Regions from separate parts of the Mus musculus genome. Here regions 2 and 3 are each linked to region 1. A link is a contact called in public promoter capture Hi-C data. All regions are on one chromosome and are shown on one strand. Each heading gives the region's core, a stretch centred on a gene start, on an enhancer-like site or on the middle of the called end of the contact. The rest is flanking DNA. Distances are from core to core; before and after follow the strand shown.

Evidence for each region. Promoter capture Hi-C pulls out the DNA fragments that hold promoters and counts their contacts.
Region 2: a promoter capture Hi-C map of the 3T3-L1 cell line shows a contact between it and region 1, with 2.8 times the contacts expected there. The contact joins the enhancer-like site here to the promoter of Atp11a in region 1. A contact is called at or near these places in 5 of 39 promoter capture datasets (the 3T3-L1 cell line, embryonic stem cells, hippocampal neurons and 2 more) and 1 of 115 datasets of contacts at active chromatin or transcription factors (stem cell-derived neural progenitor cells).
Region 3: a promoter capture Hi-C map of liver shows a contact between it and region 1, with 6 times the contacts expected there. The contact joins the enhancer-like site here to the promoter of Atp11a in region 1. A contact is called at or near these places in 6 of 39 promoter capture datasets (the C10 cell line, cranial neural crest, hippocampal neurons and 2 more) and 1 of 115 datasets of contacts at active chromatin or transcription factors (embryonic stem cells).

The regions. Positions count from the first base shown.
Region 1 is chr8:12,755,565-12,758,577 of GRCm38.p6, reverse strand. It overlaps Atp11a (ATPase, class VI, type 11A), which reads right to left and starts at 1,562. Exons shown (of 30, transcript NM_001293667.1): 1 at 1,226-1,562. The coding sequence starts at 1,264. Gm33587 (a long non-coding RNA gene) reads left to right here and starts at 1,682. Exons shown (of 3, transcript XR_378725.3): 1 at 1,682-1,891.
Region 2 is chr8:11,800,359-11,803,371 of GRCm38.p6, reverse strand. Arhgef7 (Rho guanine nucleotide exchange factor (GEF7)) reads right to left here. Exons shown (of 22, transcript NM_001372321.1): 7 at 2,818-2,912; 8 at 2,504-2,599. Among named protein-coding and RNA genes, the nearest start is that of Tex29, 39 kb to the left of the region's middle. Within about 2 kb of position 1,606, at least 44 of the 459 cell types and tissues checked have an H3K27ac peak or open chromatin away from gene starts, as enhancers often do. A contact at or near this core is called in stem cell-derived neural progenitor cells, where this site is marked.
Region 3 is chr8:11,921,676-11,924,688 of GRCm38.p6, reverse strand. No RefSeq gene overlaps it. Among named protein-coding and RNA genes, the nearest start is that of Tex29, 83 kb to the right of the region's middle. Within about 2 kb of position 1,393, at least 7 of the 459 cell types and tissues checked have an H3K27ac peak or open chromatin away from gene starts, as enhancers often do.

The DNA of each region.
Region 1 (3,013 bases), core at 313-2,812:
ACCTCACATCTTGGAAGATAAATACATAATAAGAAAACAAGCCATAACTGTTTCGGGGAAAAGTCAAATTAATTTCATGGCTTAGACTCGAGTTTAAGGCCTGTGGCAGAGCAGTCAAAAATGAGATGAGCAGAAGGAATAACATTCCATAACTTACATTCCAGATGCATTATCAAATAATTAAGAGTGGCAAAGTTCGTTAAGGAATATCTGCAGCCTAGATTTGAGAGAAAATACCACTTCGAAAGTAGAATAGCACAGCAAAAAGAAACTAACTTGAAATTTTACCTAGATAAGGAAATATAAAATAGCTGAAGGCTTGCCTAAGGGCACTGTGGAAGTAAAAGACAGCACCAGGGACGGAAAATTCGTCCTGTGGCCCTGGGAAGCTGGCAGGTGACTGTCTACAGGGACCAAGAAGACCACCCCTCCTCCTTTCGCTTCCCACGGGGGTGGGGTGGGGTGGGGTGGGGTGGGGAGGGCTGCAGTTTCCTAGTCTCATTCTTTGCTTACTGGAAGGCCAAAATTGGATGGAAATTAACCAGAAAAGCAAGAAGAAAAACCCGGGTAAATTCCCCTTCAGAAAAACCCACATCCAAGGACAAGTGTCACTCAGAGAAGCTAGAGAGAGCCGGCTCTGGTCCCCTCCGTACCCAGCCCGCACTGGGCAAGGCACGCGCTCCTCAAACCTGTGACCACCCCGCGCCAGCTGCCGTACAATAGGTCCTTGTGTCCAGCTTAGGGAAGACAAGCTGTCCCGGGGCAGATTCTCTCTTTTCTGTACACACACCCACTTTGCTCCATCCCGGCTGATGGATGCCACCTACCTCCCTGGTCTCCCCTGGTGAGGCACTCCGTCACTAACCGCGCAGCAGCATCCAAGGGAGCCGGGAACTACGCACTCGGACCTGGCTGACTACTTTCAGAGATGGCAAACTTCACTTCTGACTCCCCTGTGGAGGCTCCCCGCTTCCCCGCAGCCCCGTACATATGTCCCAGCCGGTCCCGGTCCCCGCGTCGGCCCGCCCCGCTGGGGCTGAGCGCAACCCCCATAAGGATGGATGTCCCTCGACCCCGGGATCGACCCGGCTGCAACTGCCTTCCGGGTGGGCCTGGCCGAGCGCAGGTGGAGCGCGGCGGGGACCCGACGGCGGGACGTTCCGGGCCTGAACCCTGACCCAGACCCGGACCCCGGACCCCGGACCCATCACAGAGAGCCACTCACGTATCTGCGCACGAGCGTCCTCAATAGACTGCAGTCCATGGTTATCGCTCCCGGCTCCGCGAGCCCCTGGGCTGCGGGCGCTAGCGCAGCCGCCCCCCGCCCGGTCACGGCCTGGGCGGCGCGGGGGGCGGCCGCGGCCCCTCCGCGCTCATGCCCCGCCGGCGGCGGCCAAGGGTCTCGGCCCGCGCGCAGGCGGCTCGGAGGAGGCGGCCTGCGCCCGGCGCTACTCCCGTCGGGCCGACGCGGCCTGCGCTCGATGCTCCGCGCCTGCTCCTCCCGCGGCCGCCGCGCCTCTGGAGCCGGCTCTGCCCCGCTGCGCCCCGCGCGTCACGGGCGCGTGTGAGCATGCGCGCGCCGCAGCCCCCGCCCCGGCCCCGCGCGCGCCGCGACTCCCTAGCGCGTCGCCGCCGCCCTGTTGCTTCCGCCTCCCTGCGGGACTGGGGGAGGGGGGGCGGGGGGGGCTGTCATCGCCCCCGCGTGGCTCGTCGGGTGCTGATCCACCCCTTCTCCACCCCCGCCCCGTTCACTCCTCTTCTAAAACGGAAGCCTGGCTGTGAGCCCAGGACTCCATGGCGAGTGCCATGGGCCTGGGTCCCTAGGCCTGCGGGGGGGGGGGGGGGGTCACACCTCCTGCCGTGGCGTGGACAGAAGACACAGGATCCTCAGGTGGCTACAGGGAGCGAACATTACCACCCCTTTTGGGACTGACTCCCTTGGAGACCAAACCAAACACGTCCTGATCCAGCTCTCATGACTCACTACTCTCTACCTCTACCTACTCCTGGGGCCCAGTCTCTGTCCTGCCTTCCAGAAACCAGGCCTCAGGGAAGACCCTCCACAGTCCTGGGTTTTACCTTGTGGTCCAGCCCCCTGTCAAATGCTTCCTGCTTCTACCTTACAACTGTATCACCATGGCTAGCACCCAGGGAAGGTGGTTCTTTGCTGCCTAGGTGTGAAGTGGCACATGGCTGAACAACCTTCCTTACCTCCAGCCCAGCCGTAATCTAGCTAATGTTTACTGGTTCCACATCCCTTGCTTTTGCTTCTGATAACGGTAGAACCAGAGACGAGGGATCTGCAGTGGCCGATCAGGAGCACCAGACCTGAGGATTAGGAATGTATTTGAGAGCGTTCTGACAGGGTGTGGAGGAGATCTGACTTTGCTATGGTTTGGATTAGACACTGGTGGCAATGGTGCCAGTGACTAAACTGATCTCCTGAGCCACCACCGCCTTCTACCCTGTTTTCTACCTAAGTTCTACACCAGTGCTCACCACGGAGCACCAGCTACAGACACCCAGCCAGCCTCAGGGCAAAGGGTTTTCTCTCCGGGCTTCCTGGACTTGCTGTGAGCCTGGTGGAGTTGGCAGTCAGCGCTCATTGGTACTCCTAGCTGTGGTGTGGACTCTTGAGGACAGCAGGCCTCTATGTCTAGGGACTAGCTGCTGGCCTCAGTGGGCCTGACTGGGCTGTTCATGTGTCTCTGATGCTCTATCTCTTTCCTACCATGACTGCTGGGCCAAATTGTAGGCTATTGGCCAATTACAATTGCAGTGGGTATTCCTGGCACAGATGTGCCTCAGGATAAAGCCTTCCTATCTATCCTTAGAGAATGTTCTACTTGGAGGAATGTTTCATTTCCTTCCTTCCTTTCTTTTTTCTTGTTTGGATTTTTGAGACCGAATCTTCATTCTAGGCTGGTCTCAAACTCTATACAAACATCCTGCCTCAGCCTCTGAAGTGTTGGAACACAGGAGTGAGCCCTGGTGTCTAGCTTATTCTTCATAC
Region 2 (3,013 bases), core at 357-2,856, 960 kb after region 1:
AGCAACAGCCACCCGAAGCTTCACAGAGGGCTGAGAGGCTCTCTGCCTTCAACTGACTCACTCGACGGCCAGACACCTGCCTGACAAGAGAAAGACAAGGAGAAAAGAGAAACAGGTGGGAAGCTCCTGTCCAAGAGAGACTTCCCGCAGACAGTGTCTGGGAGCAGAGGTGACACCAGCCTGCAGGCAGAGGTAGCACAGGAGGCACTCCCAGGCCAGCAGTCGCCTGCGCTTCACTATGACTTCGTAAGTGAGACCAGGACTAGGAGACTGCAGGAGCGTGAACCACAGCCACCTACCAGGGTCTGAGAGAGCAGACTCAACTCAACTCAACAGACTGGGGGAGGGTGGCTCTGAAACTCCAACCCCAGACCCCACTGTGTCTCTTCCAGGACTGTGTCTACTGTCTCTCTGCCTTAGGCCACACTCCAGGCCCAGCCGACAGCAAACTTGACGCTGCCTCAAGACAAAAGCACCTCAAAGCTGGGCTTGGGGCCTTGCCCCAAATCTCAGCAGCATCCTGACTTCTCTGAAACCTGCTGCTGCAGGTTACACTATGATCCCACTCACAAAGGACACTGGCAGGAGGAGCAGGAGTAGAGGCAGCCTGGACTACTGAGAGACTCAGCTCAAGCCTGGAGCCTTATCAAGATCTTGTCTCTGTTTTTTCTTTTTATAATTTTTTATGTATGGGTGTTCTGCTGGCATATATGCCTGTGTAACTCATGGCTGCTTGTGGAGGCCAAAAATTAGGAGTTGGATCCCCTGGAACTGGGGTTGCAGGTGCCTGTGAGCTGCCATGTGGGTACTGGGAATAGAACCCAGGTCCTCTTATTAACTCCAGGCCCCTGTCTCAAAATGCAGGTAAGCAGCAGCAGCAGCCTGTACTCTGCAAGGAACAAGAGCTGGTGTGTTGGGGTAGCTTTTACTATTGCGAGACACTTTTACTATTACCACACTGAGTATTTTAGTTCAATAACATCCCCATTGTCCCCAAAGTGAGGATCTATTATCTATTTTAACAGAATGTTAATTTGTTTTTCATAATAAAATACAAGAAAATTCTAAACTTCTGTACACCTTATTTGAAACCTTTTAAGACACAATGAAGATTCTCAGAGTTTATTTTTTTAAGATTTATTTATTATTATACATAAGTACACTGTAGCTGACCTCACACACCAGAAGAGGGCGTCAGATCTCATTACAGATGGTTGTGAGCCACCATGTGGTTGCTGGGATTTGAACTCAGGACCTCTGGAAGAGCAGTTAGTGCTCTTACCCGCTGAGTCATCTTGCCAGCCCAAATTTATTAAAAAAATGTTTTTACACTTGTGTACACATACATGTCTGTGCACACACCACAGCCCCTGTGGAGAGATCAGAAGTCTCTTGTTCAGAGATCTCTTATATAGGAAGGTCCTGGGGACAGAAGTCAAGTCCTCTGACTTGGAGACAAGCAGCTCTACCCACCTAGCCATCTCTCTGGCCCCAGAATTCATTTTATTATAGAAGGAAATTAATAAGCCACGGTTAACATTCCCACAGCAGTGTCGCTGGTATTGAATGGGGAAAACTCTTTATGCCATCTAGCAGGAATGCAGTGAATCGTAAGAAAGGAATCCTGTCAACTGAAACAGTATGTGAGAGGAAAGCTGACGGCCAAACACATTCTGAGAACACTCAACCACCAAAAGCAAGGGAGAAGCAGCTCTGGAGAATCTGGGGGAGCAGGGTGGGGGCGTGGGGGTCATCTCAGAACCGATGGGTACTTCCCACTGCGGGAGTGAGCCCGGCCACATTCTAGTCCACTACTCTTTGTATCTTAACCCCCACCTCCCTCCATAGGCCATTTAAAGGAGTTAATGAATAAACATTGAGATTACTGCCTGGCACATGTTAGGAACTCAGTAAATAAAGAGCATATATGAAAAGTAACCCTGTGCTTACTTCTACAAGCCCAAGCCATGCTACCCAGACATGGTTATTTGCAGGCCAGAGTAACACAAAACTAGAAGAAAACACTGGAAAAAAACTACCCTCCACAGCACACGGCATGTAAACAGTTAAGCCTGCTGTGCCCTCCTTCATCAGCTTAAACTCTCACTCTCCTGAAGTCTTTCCCAGGCTAAAAACCATGTCATAAAACCCAGCCAGCCTAATTCACAGCTTCTACTACAAAACTACTTAAAGAAAAAAAAAAAAAAAAAAAACTAGCTTTTTTATATCTTCAGAACTGTTAATTCTAAAATTATGTTAAACTTCATGCCTTTTTTTTTTTTTTTTTTTTTTTGGTTTTTCGAGACAGGGTTTCTCTGTATAGCCCTGGCTGTCCTGGAACTCACTTTGTAGACCAGGCTGGCCTCGAACTCAGAAATCCACCTGCCCCTGCCTCCCGAGTGCTGGGATTATAGGCGTGCGGCACCACGCCCGGCTGGACTTGGTGCTTTTGATAGCAACTAAACGCACTTGCATCTGTAAGCGCTTCAGCTGGTTTACTTACTTCGTGCATTCTTCTAGGGACTGTACAAGCACTTGCTGGAAGGAAGATATTTCCTCTAGATTTCCCATTAAATATGAAGTGTTTGCTGAACTCAACCTAAGGCCAAGAAAAACCAAAGTAGAAGACTGTCAGTGGTCTGACTTCCTCCCACAAAGTGTTATTAAGGGCCCTAGTCTGATGAACACGATGCTGTGCCCGCAGCAAGCGGGCACTCTGACCTCCACCCACCACCTCACCCTCCTCCCTCCTCTGCAAACACAGACAGGGGGACCAGCCAGCAGGCAGTCAACGCACGCATGTTCTGGCCAACTTACTTGTCACTGGTCTGCAGTGGCCGCAGGTAGGTGGACAGCACAGACTGCAGCTCCTTGGAATACTCATGCTCTGTTTCCAGGATGTTCTGTAGCACCTGGTGAGACATGGCCGTCACTCACATGGCAAGAGGCATCTGACAGGTTATGAGCTCCAGCAAGTCCAACCCATTGAGCCAGTCTCTTTGTTGCTGACATG
Region 3 (3,013 bases), core at 144-2,643, 830 kb after region 1:
CTCACGGTCTCAGGGAGATTGCAGTCAGTCACAGAGGTGGGAGCATCGGGGTGTGTGGGGGGGGGAAATCTCACAAAACGATGGACAGAGGCAGAGAGCAGACGGCCAGCATCCACAACTTTCAAAGGTCCGCCTTCCATCTGCTAGGTTTCTCCTAAGATTCACAGCAGCACCACAAGCGGGGAACAGGGGATTCAAAACACGAGCGTGTCAGCGTGCCAGAGTTATTCAGGCTCAAGCAAGGTCTTGATAGCAAGATGGTGCCAAACAGATCACAGTGTTAACCATGTAGAGACTGAATCAAGACAGCAGGGGGCGCTCTAGTTCGATCTCAGCTGGATCACAGGAAAAGGAAGCTCCTCCCACACTCTGAAAATCTACTCATGTAGGAGTTACAAACACTGAGAACCACGGGCTGGGGGTCCTTATGCAGAAGTATTCAGAGCACGTGTTCCCATCAGGTTTTTAAGAGGACGAGAACATGGCACGAACCTCCCTGCCAAGACACCAAGAGGCTGAGTGAAGAAACACAGCAGATGACCTGGGCCCCTTCCGTCTCCCTGCTCAAAGATCACGTGAGTCTCCATATTACCTACATGGCCTCTGAAGCCCCGTTCCTGGACCACGGAAGAGATACTCACTGCAAAAACAAAAACAAAAACAAAAACAAAAAACTACACCTCCCCTGCTGCCTGACTGCAAGCCCTGGGACCTGACTCTCTAGGGGTCCAGCTAGAGCACCCTAGGAAGAGGGAGACATCTAGACTCCGCTGCCAGATCACCTTCCTCGACATTTCAGACACACAGAGTTGAGGCTCTTGGGTGAGCCCATGTGTGGGGTGGCATGAGCCTGGAAGCTCTCTCTACTCCTGTTTGTCAGCGTGCAATGGTAGGGAATGGGGCCATTGGCACCAGCACAGTTCATTGATGCCACCTACGCCCATCAATGGTATGGCATGTACAGTTTCTCCTTCCCTAAAACTGGCCAGATGCTAAAATCTCTACTAGCTTTTCTGGCTCATTCCTTTGCTCTTACTACAATTGTCCCTGTGATGTGCACACACACACACACACACACACACACACACACACACACACACACACACGCCATCTTCTGGTGCCTTCAGCAGAGCATGGGCTTCCAGGAGGAACGTGTCCAAATGATGCTGTTCCCCGCAATAAAGAAGGTGATAGAGCTGCTCGGGGCGATGCTTCTGCACGCGTTGTTTGCTGTGAACTTACCACCTTCCATTTGCTTCCTCTCTATCTATCACTTTAGCTGTCAAACAAGCTAGGGCAAAGATTCTCTGGGGAGATAGAGCTGGGAGTGCCAAGGGGAGAAGCTGCGCCCTCTGAGGGTGCTGCCATCTTCTGGCTGGCACCTGCTCTTCCCACCTGCTCTGTCGCTGTGTTTACTGAAAGCTGCTGTGAGCAGCTGTAGGAAGCCCTGAGCTCCCTGAAGGAGTGTTTGACTTAGCACATGCATGCTCACTTTCCATGACTGAGACTCTCAGGAAGAGGGAAGTGGGAGCTAGAGGCAGGGTTGGAACATACAAAGGAGCCAGCCTTGTTCTGTCAGCTGTGGCCAGTGGTGCATAGCACCCGAGCTGGCTACCTTAGGTTTACCAGATGTGCTGTTGTCTAGGGCTGTCAGCATGAATCCATCATCCCCGGAGACCTTCCAGATAACTGTCTCCCACCAAGTGCCTTGGGGACCCCTGCTCTACATCCTTTCTGGGATAAGTAGGTCCCTGCTGGGTCCACATGCACCAGTGGGGGACAGGCTGAGAGAGGCCCCACATGTGTAGCCTTGATGATCCACAGACAGACAGAACTCCTGTGAAGAAGGGGTTAGCCAGGGAGGTAGAACAGTCCTTCACGCCTCAGTCTTGGAAATGCCAGCTGTGATTTTCTATAATGGTCTCTGTCTGGTGCGAAGAGTAACATTCTTAGTGAGAAGTGAAGACTACCTTTACCTGTGTGTGGGAGGACAAATGTTTAGATGCAGTTATGGACCACGAATGGCTTTGTCCTTTTACCCTGGAGGGCCCATGAAGTGACAGAACATATCCAACCAAGGCCAGACAGACCACTGTTACCACACACAGCCTATTATGTCCACAGGAACTGGCTACAAGCCCCAGAAGGTCAGACAGGTGGCCTGCTATGGTAGCATTCAATCCTGCTCCAAATGATAAGATCTGCCATCTGAGGAGCCTGTGACCTTCCAGTGCAGCATAAGTAAAGTTACTCACAGGGCGAGGATAAAGGCAAGCTTTCACACAATATGTGTACCCTCAATAAGCACACCACACACCAGTGACAGGATGGTGCTGCAGACCAAGCATGGTGACACTCCCTCAATCCTAGAACTCAGGAGGCAGGGGAATGAGAATTTGAGGCCAGCCTGGGTTTGATGCTATCTCAAAAAATAAAGGTAAAGGGGAAACAGGTGGAGAAAGACACTCAGCCTCTCCAGACCAAGGGAGAGCATGAATGTCACTCCCAACCAGGGACAGTGTGGGCGCACAGGCAGAGGCAGTTTGCCCCTCTCCTCTCAGTAGCACTTGTCATTGTCTGTGTGTCCCTATAACTTCAGGCAAAGAGAAGCCGACAGTTTAAAAAGTCCTAGCCAAGGCTAATCCAAACCGAATATCTGCTTGTGGACTGGAATGAGTTTGGGGCTTTTCTTATTTTTCTCATGCAAAAGCAAAGACACGTTTAAACGATTCTTCTTGAAATGTGAAAAAATAATCATGTTGAGAGAGAAAAAGACCAGCGACAGAGAGAATCCTCAGTGATATTCTCCCTCTCGTGCTGGGATAGAGCCTAGGACCTCCCAGACGCTCGCCAGCACTGCACCTCTTAGCCACGCCCCCAGCTAGCCAGCACTGCACCTCTTAGCCACGCCCCCAGCTAGCCAGCACTGCACCTCTTAGCCACGCCCCCAGCTAGCCAGCACTGCACCTCTTAGCCACGCCCCCAGCCCTTGGGTGATTTTTATTATTAAATT